Regions from separate parts of the Pan troglodytes genome. Here region 2 is linked to region 1. The links are chromatin contacts, called in public Hi-C maps. All regions are on one chromosome and are shown on one strand. The core of a region is the stretch at or near the end of the contact, and the rest is flanking DNA. Distances in the headings are between cores, read along the strand shown. Region 1 holds the start of CLCN7 (chloride voltage-gated channel 7). Region 2 holds the start of IFT140 (intraflagellar transport 140).

Region 1 (2,832 bases), core at 219-2,718:
ATACAAAATTAGCCGGGCGCGGTGGCGCACGCCTGTAATTCCAGCTACTCGGAAGGCTGAGGCAGGAGAGTCACTTAAACTCGGGAGGTGGGGGTTGCAGTGAGCCGAGATCGCGCCATTGCACTCCAGCCTGGGCACCTACAGTGAAACTCCGTCTCAAAAAAAAAAAAAAAAATTAAGACAATACACAGACAGGGAAACAAATGTACCCGCAACGGTTCTCCAGACCTTAACACTGCTCAGACGCACGCTGCAGGGTGACATGCGGAACGCATTCCAACCTCTGACTTGCTGCTTATTGTGTTTGCCTGCACATTGCAAATTCAACTCGGTGCTAAGGGAGACTGAGTACAAATACTCGTCACTCCCAAGATCACCTGAAAGTCGGGACTGATCCCCACACAGAAAGATGGCAGATAAAGGCGCTCAGTCATTCTCACTGAAAGAGACCCGGCTGCAATCTTAACTGTTTCCATCTCCCAGGCGGTCAAAACGCAAACAAAATTAGTTGCTCGTGTAGGATGACAATTTTTAAAAGTCACCTGAACAGAAAGCCACTTGCACCCCTTTAGGGCCAGTCTGGGGGACACCGGAGGGAATGAACGTGCGCCACGGCTGCCCCGGCGCCCCTCATTCCGCGGGGTCTGGCGAGCTCCGCCTCGCTCACCCAGCTCTCCCGGCCACCGAGCCCGGCGCGGCCTCCGAAGACTCCAGACCCCAGGCGCCCCCGCCAGCCCGGCCCCGCCGAGGAGCCCCGGGGCGCGTTCCCGAGTCCACCGCGCCTCGGTCGCCTCCAGGACCGAGACACGCGGCGCCGCCAGAAGGCTCAAGAGGGCGCGGGCTGCGGGGCGCACGAGGGCTCAGTTTCCCCGCCTGCGCCCTGCCCGGCCTCACCTGGCGCGCAGCCCCGGGCCCAGCCCCGTTCAGCAGCGGCGTCCCCCCGCCGGGCCGCGCCGTCCTCCGCAGCAGCGGCGCCGCCTCCTCGTCGTCCCGGTCCCGGCCGGACCAGGACACCTTCTTAGAGACGTTGGCCATGGCCCGCCGCGGAGCGACACCGGCCGGGAAGCGCCGGCTGCCCCCGTGTTTGTTCTCGTGACCCGCGCCGGCGGCCACGTGACAGGCGATGGCAGCCACGTGACGCGCGACGGGGCCACGTGACGCGCGACGGCGACCACGTGACCTGCAACGGCAACCACCGAAGCCCGGTCGCGCGGGGGCTCCTGGGAGCCGCGCTCCCGGCGGGTCGTGGCGCCGCCCGCCCTAGACAATCGCCGCGGCCCTGAGGACCCCGTTCTGCCCACGCGACTGCAAAGGCGGCCCCGTTGGGCTGAGCGCCGAGTGCTTGGGAGGCGAATGGCCGCCCCCGGGACCTCGGGCCGGGAGTCGGGGCGAGGGAAGCGCCCGGGGCCTGAGGGCAGGAGCCGGCTGGAGGGGCTCCCCCAGCCCCGGTCGCCCGCGCCGATCGTGACGGAGCCGCGGTGGGGAAGGGAGGAGGGAGGCGGGGCGAGGGCAGGCCCTTCCTTGCCATAGGCGGCGGCTAAAGACGTGAAGGATGAAATTACAAGTCCCGAAGTATGCATCCGCCCTCGCAGTAGGCACTCGGGCGAGGGTCGGAGTGGAGGCTTCCTCCAGGCAGCCCCAGAGGGTCCTCCCGCCTAATGAGAAAAGAACAGAAAGCGAGTCCTCTTCAACGATCAGGCCCAGAGACAGTACAGGAGGGTCGCCTCTGGAAACTGCCGGCTACTACGCAGATAGCTGTGAACTAGCCAAATAGCCGCCCGGACCCTGTACCCGCACCAGTGCACAGCCCATCACTAATCAATGGTATTTCCATAAACCAAAGAGAATTCTTGACAACTTTACATCAGCCCACACCCTGTCGCCACCTTTTGGGTCATTTATTTATTTATTTTGAGACAGGGTCTCCCTCTGTCGCCCAGGCTGGAGTGCGGTGGTGCGGTCACAGCTCAGTGCAGCCTTGACCTCCTGGACTCAAGCCATCCTCCCGCCTCAGCCTCTGGAGTAACAGGGACCACAGGCCTGCGCCCCCACACCCGGCTAATTTTTGCTGTGGAGCTCACAGTGTGTTGCCCAGGCTGTTCTCAAACTTCTGACCTCAAATGACCCTTCCACGTTAGCCTCTAGAGTAAACTCTTTATATTTTGTGCCACATCCTCTTCATATTTTGTGCCTCATCCTCTTCCTTTTAAAAGGTCGATATTTTTATTATTGAGACGGAGTCTCGCTCTGTCGCCCAGGTTGGAGTGCAGTGGCGCAATCTCGGCTCACTGCCTCCCGGGTTCATGCCTCAGCCTCCCGAGTAGCTGGGACTACAGGCGCCCGTCACCATGCCCGGCTAATTTTTTGTATTTTTAGTACAGATGGGGTTTCACCGTGTTAGCCAGGATGGTCTCGATCTCCTGACCTCGTGATCCACCCGCCTCGGCCTCCCAAAGTGCTGAGATTACAGGCGTGAGCCACGGTGCCCGGCCTTTTTTAAAATTATTATTATTTTTCAGACACAGTCTCACTTTGTCACCCAGGCTGAAGTACAATGACAAGATCATAGCTCACTGCAGCCTTGACCTCTTGGGTTCAAGGGATCCTCCTTCCTCAGCCTCCTGAGTTGCTAGGACTCTTCGTATGAGCCACTATGCCCGGCCATGGTTGGCATTTCTTTTCTTCTTTCTCCTTCTTTTTTTTTTTTTTTTTTTTTTTGAGGCGGAGTTTCACTCTTGTCACCCAGGCTGTAGTGCAATGGCACTATCTTGGATCACTGCAACCTCCGCCTCCTGGGTTCAAATGATTCTTCTGCCTCAGCCTCCCGAGTAG
Region 2 (2,832 bases), core at 131-2,630, 140 kb after region 1:
CGAGGCGGCCCCGAGGACTCCCGAAGCGCCCCGAGCGGCCGGAAAGAGCCGAAGGCGATCGGGCACGCACGTGCGGCTCCGAGGCCCGAGCGCCGGGGGCCGGGTTATTCCGCTCTGCAAGAGAGAAGCGGGACGAGCTTTTTCTAGGAGAGACGGCGGCGCAGGGCCTGCGTCCGGGTCCCCTTTGTGTGGAGGGCGCGCTGTCACAGCCCCGATCAACCGCGGCATCCTCCCCTCCTGGGCGTGTTCCCTTCCCGTGCATCCCGAGGCGGAGCCTTTCCATCACGGGGCGGTCTCGGCCCAGGCCTTCCCTGGGCTCCGCGTTTCTAGTTTCGGAGTGGAGGGCGTGGGTCAAGCGTTTCTGGGAAAGTCGATGCGCTCGGCAGTGTCCTGAGCTGTTGGGTGACTGAGGGCCTGTTCCATCGCCGGGCCCTGGACTCCACAGAGCCAAGCGAGGCAGGGAGCGCCCCCCAGAAAGCAGCTGGCGGCCGGACGCGGGGCTCGCGCTTGGGCTTCCAGCTCTTGGGAGGCTGGGGCGGGCGGATCGTTGGAGCCCAGGAGTTCGAGACCAGCCTGGGCAACAAGGCGAGCTCCTGTCTCTAAAAAATTACAAAAATTAGCCGGGCGCGGTGGCGCCTGTAGTCTCGGCTACAGGAGGCTGAGGGAGGAGAATCGCCTGAGCCCCGGGAGGCGGAGACTGCAGCGAGCCGAGATCGGGCCACTGCACTCCAGCCTGGGCGACAGAGCGAGTCAAAAAAAAAAAAAAAAAAAAAAAAAGAAAAGAAAAGGAAAAGAAACACTGGAATTTGAGCCGGGCGCGGCGGCTCACGCCTGCAAACCCAGCACTTTGGGAGGCTGAGACGAGCGGATCACTTGAGGTCAGGAGTTCGAGACTAGCTTGGCCAACATGGTGAAACCCCGTATGTACTAAAAACACAGAAATTAGCGAGTATGGTGGCGCGCGCCTGTAATTCCAGCTACTCGGGAGGCTGAGGCAGGAGAATCGCTTGAACCTGGGAGGCGGAGCTTGCAGTGAGCCGAGATTGCGCCACTGCACTCCAGCCTGGGCGACAGAGCGAAACTCCGTCTCAAAAAAAAAAAAAAGAAAGAAAGAAACACTAGAATTTGAAAAACACCCCTCTGCTTTCTTGCTATGAAGAAAATGACTAAGTGCCCAGCGCCGCTCGGCTACGCTAACGTAGCGCAGAAGCACACACTCCACCCAAGAAAGGGTGCGCTTAACTGCCTCAGACGTGCTTCCACACTTCTCAGAACTCAGGTTCGCGCCCGATTCCACACTCCGAGCTACCACGCCGTTTTCTTCTCACGTATCCGTCAACACTGCTGCGGCCAATCACAGCACGGGCCCTGGCCTATTGGCTGTCTGTCCACCAATCCAAAGAGACGCACAGTCCGCAAGGTCGCGAGGCTGGCGTCACAACACTACTGGCGCCGCGGGCTCGCCCCCGACGCCCACCGGGCTCGTACGTGCGAGCGCGCCCGCCCAGCGCTAGCCAATGGGGGCGCCGTTTTGGGGAGACGGGCCCGAAGAAACATTGGGGGTGCTCGCCCCCGCGTTCGTCGCCCCGCCCCGCGCGCCCGCGCACCCCGGCCCCGCCCCCGCGCGCCGTCCGTGAGGTCCCCACCGGCCGCCGTAGCCGGAACTGCTGCTGAGGGCGGCGGGCCGGCTTCGCTAGGCTGAGCGGCGGCAGTATCTGCGACCGCAGCCCCTTCAGCCGCGCGCCGGCCCGCGGAGGGGACGTACCGGGGCTAGCGCCGATCGACCAGTCGCTTCCGAGGCGGACGACCAGCCCGGCGTTGCGGCCTCCCTGCAGCCGGCGCTCGGGGGCCGGGGCTGCCCGGCCCGGCTGGTTCTGCGGGCACCCGGGGAGGCCCCGGGAAGCCAGGCTGCCGCCCGGCGTTGATGAAAAAGGTGACCAAGGCTGGGCGGTGGGGCTGTCATGGCGAGGCCCGGCCGGGGGTTCCTGTTGGGCGGCGCGGGAGAGCGCTGTTGGGGGGGCGTCGCTTCCACAGCGCCCGGTACAGCCAGAACTGGCCTCAGGGCGAGGAGGCTTCTGCGTCCCCATCCCGAGACGCGAGCCGGTGCGGAGTGGGACGGGGCTGGAGGAGACTGCGCCCCCGAGAAAATCCGGTCTCGTTGGAGGTTCTCGCGAAAAGGAGGCCATCCCCCTGCTTGTTGGCCCTTAGGGTAAAGTCTGGACGGCGTCGGTCCTTTCAGTGGCGAAAAGCGCTTCCCCGTGCTCGGTCGGCGTCTTGGGTGTGGAGCCCGGCGAGCGGGCGAGTTCACTCTGGTGGCCGAGTTTGTTTTGCTTGGGTCCCGGGTGGCCTGCGGGCGGACAGGTCCCTGGGCAGCGGGGTTCTCAGCCCGAGACGAGGTCTTTGGGGGTTTAGGTTTCTTGAGTAGAAAGAAGTGGGTTGAGGGGGAAGAGTGGGAAGTCTTGCCACGAAATCCCTTAAGTTGGGGTGTTTGTCGTGGGTGGTTTTGTTCTTTGGCAGAGTTTTTTTTTAAAACTAGCGTGAACTCAAGAGATTCCCTAGACCAATTCCGACAGGAGAAAACGGCCACGGATCCTTGTGTGATCTGCACCTCAGGGTGGGGGCATCATTGCGACTTTGAAGCCATTTCCCGATCTCTCGGAAAGAGAGGTCCTCGACCGCGTCCCTGTATTTCGTGGTTGGTGTTGGTGCCTCGATCGTGTGTTCCTTTGAAGTGGAAATGCCCCCGTTCTCAACAGTTGTGTTGAACGCAGGGTCAGTATCTGCTGAGGAATCTAATCTTCAGCGTTTTTGCTTCCTCACACGTGCCCGTCC

What was found. Hi-C and Micro-C count contacts between places; a contact is called where the count stands out from the background.
Region 2: a Hi-C map of stem cell-derived neural progenitor cells shows a contact between it and region 1, with 2.8 times the contacts expected there. The contact joins the promoter of IFT140 here to the promoter of CLCN7 in region 1. A contact is called at or near these places in 1 of 7 Hi-C or Micro-C datasets (stem cell-derived neural progenitor cells) and 1 of 1 datasets of contacts at active chromatin or transcription factors (stem cell-derived excitatory neurons).

Annotation. Positions count from the first base shown.
Region 1 is chr18:3,866,057-3,868,888 of NHGRI_mPanTro3-v2.0_pri, forward strand. CLCN7 (chloride voltage-gated channel 7) reads right to left here and starts at 1,469. Exons shown (of 25, transcript XM_001159424.8): 1 at 895-1,469. The coding sequence starts at 1,035.
Region 2 is chr18:4,004,310-4,007,141 of NHGRI_mPanTro3-v2.0_pri, forward strand. It overlaps IFT140 (intraflagellar transport 140), which reads right to left and starts at 1,381. Exons shown (of 31, transcript XM_054668642.2): 1 at 1,244-1,381; 2 at 1-114. CRAMP1 (cramped chromatin regulator homolog 1) reads left to right here and starts at 1,635. Exons shown (of 21, transcript XM_063796435.1): 1 at 1,635-1,933.